Regions from separate parts of the Mus musculus genome. Here region 1 is linked to region 2. A link is a contact called in public Hi-C data. All regions are on one chromosome and are shown on one strand. The core of a region is the stretch at or near the end of the contact, and the rest is flanking DNA. Distances in the headings are between cores, read along the strand shown.

Region 1 (5,812 bases), core at 936-3,435, 360 kb before region 2:
TGAAAGTTAGTCTGTTGAAAATATTTTTCTGGGCTGAAATATTTTCGTGTGCACCAATATGAGACATCCAATACAGAGTAAGAGATAATGAATGGCAGATACTTAACACCTACCTTGTTATCCTGAGCAAACAAGAACTGCTCAAATCTTTAACTATACATGGGTTTCTCCTCAAATGCATAATTTGATCACACTTTATTTGAACTCACTACTGGTCATAGTTCCTTAAACTACAGTTAGTCACACCTGCCAGAAAATGAAAGTATTATATACTATAAGGCACAAACCCCAGTAACACATTTTTAATTCCCATGCAATAAGCAAAGTTTAATTTTGTCTACTTTGTATTCTTTTCAATTTACAGTGTTTCAGCTATTTTAATATGAAACCACCAGAAACCTCATCGAAAACGACACCAGGATAGTTTCCTACACTTATTTTCGATATTTTTGATAAGGCAGTTTCCATTCAGGAGGACAAGGCAGGGCCATAAATGCAGTTCAGGTACTCAGCCCACCCAGAAAAGCAGAGCAGGCGCTTAGTCAGGCACTCCAGGCCTGAGCTGACTGACCACAGAAGCAGGAAGACACTACTTAGGCTTTTATTTAAAAACAAAAAAGTACCAGCATATTGTTGACAAAAACAACGAAAATACCATAGATCTCTTCAAGTCTTTTAAGTTCGATTCCTAAATAAATGTGCACAATTGTGTCTATGATTTTAAGGACAGGCCTGTTTGGAATAAGACGGTTGCCTATGATTACTTTAGTAGACTGTTTCCCTTGGAAGCTAGCAAGATTAGCACAATAATGCGTGCAGAACCACTTTTCTTCCACTTTCAGACTTCTCCCTAGGGTTCACCTTGCAAAATATTTAATCCGTGGTGGGTTTTTTTTTTTTCTTATTTGAGTACAAAATTTCTAAATGGTGACTTTCTACGAGTTTCATCAAAAGTAGCCTCCTAGAGTTTAAAGAATTAAATGCTGCTATCTAACCATATGGTATTTAAACTTTATGACATAAAGAAAAAGTAAACTTTGTGTAATCTTTAGGCAGTCATTCCCTCTCATGTAAACTCTGAGGTCTAAGCAAAGACTAGCAACCTGTTTCATATGAAAGTATCGCATGTGGCCTTAGATACTGTGAAAGTCAATATATTAAGTTGCAAAATACTGGCACGTAGGCCAGGCACAACAGCTCCTGTTTGATCCTAGCACTCGGGAGGTGGAGGCAGAAGCTAAGAGTTCAAGGTCAGCTTCCACAGCACAGGGGGCTCTATCTCAGCTTGAGCTATAGAACTGCGTCGCAAATCACAAAACATACAATAAGCTTTTAACTGACTCGCTACTGAAAGTGTGAAGCCCATGCTAAACAGTAACATTTAACAATAAAGTATGTTTTTAAAAAAAAGAGTGGAGAGTTCCGTATACTACTGGCCCAAAAATCTATATTCTATATAGGACTTTAATTTTCGTCTATAAACACACTCCTCACTTGCACCGACAAAATCCTGAAAGGCTGGATGCATACATACACTTGGGATCGGGTTACTCTGAGTAGTGGGAGCGTAAATATTGGGGTTGAGGTCCAGGACAGAAAGAGGGCAGGAGTCTTGTGTCTTCATTGTTTGGCAGCTTTTTTTTTTTTTCTTACAGAGCACGCAGTACTTTAGCTCCATTTCTAAGAGCATTCCTCCTCCTCCTTCTGTACCCAAATTCTTCAGATTTGTAAACGCACAGCTGTGGTTTCACGATTTTAAAAGAACACGCATAAAAGCAATAAGCTGTAAAACACCTTGGCTCTGCAAAACAGCTCGCCCTGTCTCTCTCCATCCGTTCTCCCGGCTGGTGTCTAAAATGCCAAAGCAGCGGACGCGGACCGCACTTACCGAAGGCGCAGAAGACGCTCACACAGCGGCAGCGCCCGCTCAGTCCCTGAAGCCCCGTCCCAGCCCCCGCGTCACGAGCCTGCGTAGGCGGGAGCCCTCCAGGCCAAAGCAGCGGCGGACCGGCGGCGGGCGGAGCGCCGCAGAGACAGCCGACTGGCCCGGCACAGCGTCCGCCAGCGCCGACGCGGGAGGGCGGAGCCCGACCCGCAACCCGGGACCCGGGCAGCTGGACTGCCCTAGTCGCCACCGCCTCCTGGGAGCTGCGCGTGCGCGGGGCGCCCTCCGAAGAAAGATGCCAATCAACGGGGCCTGGGAACACCCCCACCCTCAGCTGGGTTGGACTCCGCCCTCTCGCTGAACGCCCTGCCCCTTAACCAAACAACGCGAGGCTTGCCCAAGCGGCTGGCAGCTCCCGCGGATGCCGCGAGAGCTGGGGCTCCTCCTATTCTGTCGCTGTTTTGTTTGTGTGCTGCGTAGCTCGGGAGCGCAGGGTCTGGTGACTCAGTCCGTCCCCAGCTCCGCCTCCGGTCGGCGTTTTGCCGACTGGATCTACGAGGCCACTTCATCTCCAGCCTCTCCGCGGGTCTCTGTATCGGGTGATGGGGAGGATGCCTGCAGACCCGGCGCGCACCCAATGACTGGCGGCGGTGCATGCGTCGCCCCCTGTGCAGGCGCAGCTGACGCCTTCTTGGTCCACGCCGAAGCCCCTGCCTGTGTCGGTGTCGGGAAGGAGTGCTTGTTGAGAAGTGGCGAGGGTCAGAAGCAAGGGGGAGCATCTACATCTGTAGTCCTCCGCAGTAAACATGTCGATTCCTACTTTGGGACTGTATTTTTTGTTTGTTTGTTTGTTTCCAGCACATAAAAAGACACTGCTTTCCCAATGCTGTAATTTGTAACCAAATGCACGTTCCAGATGTGGTGGCACTGGCTTGTAACCCCAGCACTTGGGATGCTCAAAGTCTGCCTGTACTACATACATATATCAAGTCCCTATCAGGAAAACAAAAGGTCTTGAGGCCTAGGTTGCTGTCACCTACAGTAACCTTGTGTAAAGTGTTTAAGAACAGAGTAGTAAAATGAGAGCTTCCAATCACTTGAAAACTGGAACAAAGTTAACTTATGCGATGGTCTGACTTTCAGCTCACCTTTATGTCTCAAGTACGAAGTTAGATTTGGTGGCCTTTTAGCCCTTAGACTGAGGCTGTGGGCCGGATTCCTTAGTCCTATCTTTGTGTCTCTCCTAGAACCAAAGCACCCCTGGACAGGATGGGATCACATAACAGTCTTTGGGGGTTCGGTTTCTGATACTCTAGGCAGAAATTTTAGCAGGTGAAAATATTTTATCGAGTGGATGTAACGGCTCAGGGTGGTAATCCCAAAAGCTCCGCAGGTGACAGCAGAGATCAGTAGTCCAAAGTTATCTGCAGATACTTCATTTGAGGTCAGCCTGGGTTATATGAGACTGTCTCAAAAAAAAAAAAAAAATATATATATATATATATACATCTTACCATAAACATAATAAATCACATGATAAATTAGGAAGGTTTGGGAGTTTTAACAGAATCTCCAGGCTGTCCTCAAATGTGAAATCCTCCGAGCCTCAGCCTTCTGAGAAATCACAGATGAGTTCCACTTCACCTGTTTTAAAATAACAGTGAGACACTAGAAAACATTTTGGTTTTCTTTTTCTTTCATTTCAGTCCCTATGGGAATTTTTTTTGTTTGTTTTGTTTTGGTTTGATTTTTTAAGACAGGGTTTCTCTGTATAGCCCTGGCTGTCTTGGAACTCACTTTGTAGACCAGGCTGGCCTCGAATTCAGAAATCTGCTTGCCTCTGCCTCCCAAGTGCTAGGATTAAAGGCGTGCACCACCACCGCCCGGCTGGGACTTTTTTTATGTAGGCCTTTTTTTCTATTGAATAAGAGCTAAACACAGCTTTATTTTTCTTCTCTTCACCTTCAAGGGCTGAGATTAGAGGTGTGCAAAAATGATGATGTTTAATAAGAGGGATGCTAAGTACTGTGTTTATAAAACAGGACCAGGGGTTTCTCTTCTACAGCAGCTAAACTGGAAAGAATCATGTAATAACTTCTGTGTATACACCTGGTACCTGCCACCTACCCATGTTTCTAATTATGCCCCACGTCTTGCCTTTGCACCTGTCATTTCTTATATATCCTCCCACAACTTCATAATCTGGGAAGGCTGGATACTGAGTACCAAACTGCTTCCAAATTTTAATGCTGTGCTACACCGATGATACTTGTCTTTGTTATATTGGTCAATTTTTAAGTTGTTTCATCATCCAGATTTATGTAAAGATTTTAGACTTTATATAGCCTGCAGGCAATTTGTTCTTGGCATTCTCCATCCACTGTTGGAGTAAGCCTGGTCCTGGGAACACTAGCAACACTTTTATTCTTCATACCAAGTGACTTCTACTTTATTACTAAGCAGAAAATAACACAGTATAGTACAGGCCTGGCACTCTGTTCATAAAACCACGCAGGCAGAATATCACAAATGTTCAGCCTAGTGGTCTTTCATCCCAGCACTAGAGAGATGAAAGTAACAGGACCAGAGTGCAAACAGTCAAGTGGGTCTCTATGAGTCCAAGGAGAGCCTGGGCTATATCAAGTTCCAGGACAGCTAAGATTATAGAAAGAGAACCTGTCTGAAAACAGGAAGGGAGGAAGGAAGGAGAGCACTACTATCTCTCCCAAATGACCTTGGTTCAATTCCCAGCACTCATAAGGCTGCTCACAACCATCTATTATTTCCATCCTAGGGGATATGAAACCATCTTCTGTCTTCCACAGGAACAGAGGGCATTGATGTGCCCACAAAAATTCAGGAAGCCACTCAAGCACATTAACATAAAAAATCTCAAAAAAAGAAAAAAAAAAAAACTCCTTTTAAAAAGTTCAAGGACATTCCTGCCTACATGGTGAATTTAAAGCATGCAGAAGCTGTGTGAGACTCAACCTAAAACACCCCACCCCATTGCACCCAAAACGGGGAAGAGGAACTATTCTGTCATTTAATTCATAAGACATCTGTCATAGTCAGGGTTTCTATTCCTGCACAAACATCATGACCAAGAAGCAGTTGGGGAGGAAAGGGTTTATTCAGCTTACACTTTCATACTGCTGTTCATCACCAAGGATGTCAGGACTGGAACTCAAGCAGGTCAGGAAGCAGGAGCTGATGCAGAGGCCACGGAGGGATGTTCTTTACTGGCATGTCTCTCCTGCTTGCTCAGCCTGCTCTCTCTCTTTTTTTTTTTAAATTTTTTTATTAGGTATTTTCCTCATTTACATTTCCAATGCTATCCCAAAAGGCCGCCATACCCACACCGCCCACTCCCCTACCCACCCACTCTCCCATTTTGGCCCTGGTGTTCCCCTGTACTGGGGCATATAAAGTTTGCAAGTCCAATGGGCCTCTCTTTCCAGTGACAGCCAACAAGGCCATCTTTTGATACATATGCAGCTAGAGACAGGAGCTCTGGGCTACTGGTTAGTTCATATTGTTGTTTCACCTATAGGGTTGCAGTTCCCTTTAGCTCCTTGGGTACTTTCTCTAGCTCCTCCATTGGGGGCCCTGTGATCCATCCAATAGACTGTGAGCATCCACTTATGTGTTTGCTAGGCCCAGGCATAGACTCACAAGAGACAGCTATATCTGGGTCCTTTCAGCAAAATCTTGCTAGTGTATGCAATGGTGTCAGGGATTGGGAGCTGATTATACGATGGATCCATGGATATGGCAATCACTAGATGGTACATCCTTTCATCACAGCTCCAAACTTTGTCTCTGTAACTCCTTCCATGGGTGTTTTGTTCCCATTTCTAAGAATGGGCAAAGTGTCCACACTTTGGTCTTCGTTCTTCTTGAGTTTCATGCTTTTGGCAAATTGTA
Region 2 (5,609 bases), core at 202-2,701:
AAATTTCAACCCTAATTTCAATCCTATTTTCTATTCTGGATTTATATACTAAAAAATACTTCCTCATTATAAGGACATAATTATACCCAATATTTCTCCATCAAGATTTCTTTTTAATTTGTTGGGTTGTATACTGCCAATTAATCCATAAGGTAATATCACACCACCATTTTTGACGTTATTCCTAAAAATAAAACAAGACTAGAGCCATTACATGATACACTCTGCCTATTAGCTGCTGTGTTCTCTGAAACTGAAAGAAAAGATCAGAACACCCTTTCAGGAAACTTTGATTATTCCAATGTACATCAAAGGAAGCCTTCTTAACAGGTGTTTGGTTGACAACATAATATGAGCTAAGGTATTGCTCATCAAAGTATATAAAAGTTTTCCCTTAACAATATTTCACGGAAATCGTCCTTCTATGAAATTTTGTTCAAGGTTAGTGTTAAGTTTCTTGTTTTTCAGCTTTTAAAACATGACTTTGTAACTTCTGCGCAGTCTTCTGACATGCCCATCTATCAGAGATGAAGTGTTTCATCTTTTAAGGAGACTAGTTTTATTCAATCCTCTAAATATGCAAATGCAATAATTTATATGTCCAATTTATGAATTTAAACATCTTGACTGATCACAAACTTTTTCTCTTATGTGTAGCTAATACCAGTTTCTGATTTTTTTAGGAAGAATCCACAACCCCCCCTTTTAGATAATGGCTATCAATGCAAAATTACATTAACAACTCTTAGCACTGCCAAGGTTCAATTCTAAATAAAGACTTGTAGCACATGAGATCTCACTGATAATTTGTGTGACCTCAAATTTAGTTTTACTTTACTTTTTTTCCAGACAAAAAGTGTATTGTATCATATTAAGTATTTCCTATGGCCAATTCACACATTTCAGAAATATATATGAACAAAGGCAGTAGCTGACACAGCTTAAGCACAATTACACCATTTTATTCTGAACTCCTCAATATCGCTTTTTGGGAGGAGAGTGAGAAAGTGGGGGTGGGTGGTGGTGAGTGAGTTTCAAATCATGCCAGATGAACATCACAACAGAAAGCAAAGCAAAGCACAGTAAAACGACCATGAGCCCCTCAGCCTTTAGAAGCGACCCCCCACTCACCTACTCACCCACCCACCCACCCAATCAGAAACAAAAGTCACTATTAACAACTAAGACCTGAAACTTGCTCACTGTCTGAACTCATCGACATCAGGGTAAACAGAATGTGGTAAAAAAGTTTGAAACTTACTTTTTTGTGTTTGTTTCCAAAACTATTTCTCTTCTCTCTGGTGTGCTGACAGGAGACACTAAAGCTGTTGCCTTGAAAGGTAGTCTCCATGATATGACATCCAGTGCCTTTGACTGCTCGGAGATAAGCACCTGCGTGTAGCCCTCCTTACGTCACACCTCCCTATTCAGACCTTCTCAATATGATCCACATTTGCACATCAACAGCCTCATGCGCACACACAGATTTTTTTTCGGCTCTGGGCCCAAAACTTTCACTTTAATTTTCATCACATGATTGCTGTGGCATATGTCCTTCCAAACCGCCCATATATCAGTCATCATGCAAATGAGATGGAATATCACTCCTCTGCAGCAGATGGCCAGGGATGATAACAATGGCTCAACAGAGGAGATTCAATGTCCCTGACTTTATCGCCACGGCAACAACAACCTAAAATATATGTAATGGAAGTGGTGCTTATTAATTTTGCAGGCTCGAGTGTTCTGATTTTGTGAGTGAATGGGCTGAGTTAAAAAGGGGGCTGTGTCCTCCTGCCTCTAGAAGACTATCTATAAAAGCCAGGGACCTGGAAATTATTTTCAGTGACTAAGAAGGCAACAGCCTAGCAATTATTTGAGTAATTAGGTGTAATTCCTCCCTGTAGGCCTTGTACCCTCCTGCGCTTGCTTCACAGAAGCTCACGAATTAGACAGCACCGATACTGAAAAGAAAAGTGCCTCAAGATACAGCAGGAGAGCTTGCAGGAGCGCTGTCACTTGGCCTCCACCGGGCTTGGTAAACACAAGCCCCAAGCTATAAGTAAATAGAGGCCCCACTTCACAAACACAGACCAATTAAAATGACAAAGGCAGCCACACTTTGGGGTGGAGCTTAGCTTCCTTGTGAGTGGCACACAGAATAGTCTCTGGGTTCAGGCACAGAGCCTGTTTCCATGACTGGCTGTCAGGATTGGACAGGAACATACACATCTCTCACGCAGCAGGTTGTGCCTTTCTCATTAGGGCTCTCTTTTCTCCCACAAGGGTACTTTTATTACAGACTACAAGGGAATATTCCATAGATTTTTCCATTCCTAACTGCACTAAAAAATGTAAATCTCAGAAAAAAATTAATCAATTTTTCAAAATTTGCAACAAGCCCACGTGCAATTTAAGGCAACAACTAACAGACTGCCAGGCCCACTGGGGGCAGTTCTAGAACACACAGGGTTAAAGGAGATAGATGAGCTCTGAATATTATTCTGGAAACTTAAAAAAAAAAACGTTACTTACAACATTTCATATTGACTAGTAAACCACCTTCCTTCTTATAGGGCTGAAGCATATATCAAAACTTTCGAAGCTATAGTTTACTTTTCTCATTGCTTTTTTAAAAAGGCACTATAGAAGTACCTAGGACAGGAAAACTAGATTCTCCTGCTAATTTAAAAACAGACATTAATAAAGAACCTGGACTGCCCTGGAGGAGGGTAGCTGAAAGAAGTAAAAAAAGAACTCAAACTTTACATCTTCTAACTTGGCTAACCTCAGACACAGTCCTGGGTCCCCTTCCCTGGGAGTCCACTCTTCCCTGAGCACATCTGCTGCCCACAGTTGTAATGTTAAAATTCACAATTCTGTTTTAGAAAAAGAAAGAAAGAAAAAAAATGCTGGTCACAAAAACTAGTCACATATCACATAGAGATATGTCTACATCACCTAGAGAAATACTTGACAATCTAACTTTTAAAGTAATTACATTTCCAATTTTGGTATAGGCAGGTGCTCTGAGATTCATCTTTTTTCTAAAATGTTGTTTAGTATCAATTCATTGGTATTCTGCAATACATTTGGTACTTGACACAGTTGCCTAGTGCACAATCTCATTGCACTAGCTATTTGAAGTCAGCAGTCCACGGTGAGGGCATGTTAGGAGAAGTACCTTTCCAATGCAAAGCTCCCTATGCTGGGAATGTACAGCAAACATCAGCTTTACTTTAAGGAATTCTTATTGAGCGCCCCCAGAAACGTCATGAGCAGCACATGACACAGGGTAGTACCTTAAGGATACCACAACAAGGAGAATTTCTAGTGAAATTCCAGTGACCTGACAAAATTAAGTAACATTAATCGACATTACATGACTGAAACAAAGTCATATCCTACCAGGAATTAAAAAAAAAAAACTTTATTGATTAAAGTATGCAGTATATCTTCCCTGTTTATTCATCTACAGAAGACAGTTTAATCATTACAATTCATCCATAATAATTACAATGCAAGATATTTTCATCACCCTCAAGAGAATTGCCATACATAACAGCTGTCACTCATTCTTTACCCCGCCCCCCCCCCCGATTTTCTCCCTCAGGATCACACAAACCCTCATCTACTAAATTTTTGAAATACTAAGATCATAAAATCACTTTTGTTCTTTACTACTGAGCAATATCACTTGTGGTGGTTATCTTTAAGCTCTATGCCCTTGTTTCACGTATTAGTTGTTTATTAATTTTAATGTAGATTGATATTTTATTATTTGAATATACCACATTTAATTTTTCTACTTTACCACGATAAACATTTATTCTCATTTCTCTTGAATGTGTCCCTAGGAGTAGAACCATGAGATCATTTAGTAATTTGAATAGCTATCTGAGAAACTAAGGAATTGTTTCAGAGTGCGTTAATTCATGATTCATAGTTGCCAACAATGTATGACAGTTACACATCCCAACACCTTGCTGTTAGCTGGTCTGTCTACGGGGCAGCTCTTAATTGATGCCAAGTGCTGTCTTGTATGATCTTGATTGGCATTCAATAACAACTCATGACTCTGAGCATCTTTCCATGCTCTTACGAGTCTTCCATACATTGGGTTTTTGAGATTGTCTAGTCAGATATTTTTCTGATTTTAAAACTATGATGTTTCCTTTTTATTATTGGATTATACAAATTCTTTACATATGTGGTTTTGATACAAGTTTCTTATTGAGTATAGAATTTACCAAACTTTTCTCTCACTGTATAGGTTTCTTTTCACATCCTTGATATTTTCTTTTGAAAACAAACATTTCAAGTTTGGGTGACATTCAATTTGTTGATGTTTCTTTGTTCACTTGCTTTTTAATGTAACATATAAAAACCATTGTCAAATTCAGGTTGATAACAATTACTTCTTTGTTTCCTCTTTAAAAGTTCTACATTTTTTGCTGTTTCATTTTGATCTGTTATTCATTTTGAGTCATTATTTTGTACATGTCATGAGATAGGGGATCTAATAGCCTCTATATATGTGAATCTACTTATGCCAATATCATGTGTTGGAAACAGATTTTTTTTCCTTATGAAATTGTTTTGTTAACTTTACTAAAATCCAATTGATCATGCACATTACGATTTATATCTGGTCTCTCAATTATACCTCATAAATCTGTGCCAATTTTCAACCCCGTACCACGTTTAATTATATTAGCTTTTGTAGTATGCTTAGACATTGAGAAGCATGAATTATCCAAAGTTGTTACTCTTTTTAAAGATGGTTTTAGTAATTCTGGATCCCTAAAAGTTTCACTTACATTTGAAAATCATCTGGGTTTGGGCAAGGAACCCACAGGACCTACAGATCTCTCTACAGTGTTACACAGCATGCCTGGCAGTCTATGTGGGGAGTCCATAACTCCCTTCAGCAGTGTTTTGTAGGACTTACAGTAAGTTTTATGTCTAACTTTTTAAGTTTGTTCCTGTGTATTATATTCTTTTAGAACCTTTTGAAAATAGACTTAATGTTCACCTTCATATCTTGTTTTCTTTTTCTTGTTCTTGTATAGAAATACAACTTACATCTGCGCTTTGACTTTGTGAATTGCTTTCTTAGGAAACTTTTTACCTCATACCATTTTTGGTGAATTTTTCCAATTTTCTAAGTACAAATCTATATAAAAGGGAATCTTCCTTCAAATAAAAGAGTTTTACTCTTGCCTTTATGAGCAGGTGAATTTTATTTTACTTTCTTGTTGTACTTCCCCCTGCAGGCCCTCCAGCATGGAAATGGAAAGAGCATTGGAAATGGAAAGAGACACCATTTTGCTTCTGATTTTAAGGAGGTAATACTTGAGTCTTTCACTACCACGCATGATGTTACCTAATCTGTGGAAAAGTGAAGTGGAAACTTATGGTTTCTTTGGAAAGTCAGTTGAGCTGGATGGTGTTTGCTGGAGCAGACATATGAAGGAGTGTTTTTAATGAAGCAGACTCAAGTGAAAGGATGTTTTGCTAGAGCAGACCCATGAAGGTATGTTTCCCTGGAGCAGACACAGGTAAAGGATGTTTTGCTAAAACAAACACGTGAAAGGATGCATGGTGTT

Evidence for each region. Hi-C and Micro-C count contacts between places; a contact is called where the count stands out from the background.
Region 1: a contact with region 2 is called in a Hi-C map of the N1E-115 cell line, with 5 times the contacts expected there. The contact joins the promoter of Pcmtd1 here to the promoter of St18 in region 2. A contact is called at or near these places in 1 of 39 promoter capture datasets (hippocampal neurons), 2 of 484 Hi-C or Micro-C datasets (the N1E-115 cell line and cerebellar granule neurons) and 1 of 9 other capture datasets (pancreatic islet).

Annotation. Positions count from the first base shown.
Region 1 is chr1:7,085,293-7,091,104 of GRCm38.p6, reverse strand. It overlaps Pcmtd1 (protein-L-isoaspartate (D-aspartate) O-methyltransferase domain containing 1), which reads right to left and starts at 2,185. Exons shown (of 6, transcript NM_183028.3): 1 at 1,889-2,185.
Region 2 is chr1:6,725,893-6,731,501 of GRCm38.p6, reverse strand. St18 (suppression of tumorigenicity 18) reads right to left here and starts at 1,451. Exons shown (of 22, transcript NM_173868.2): 1 at 1,262-1,451.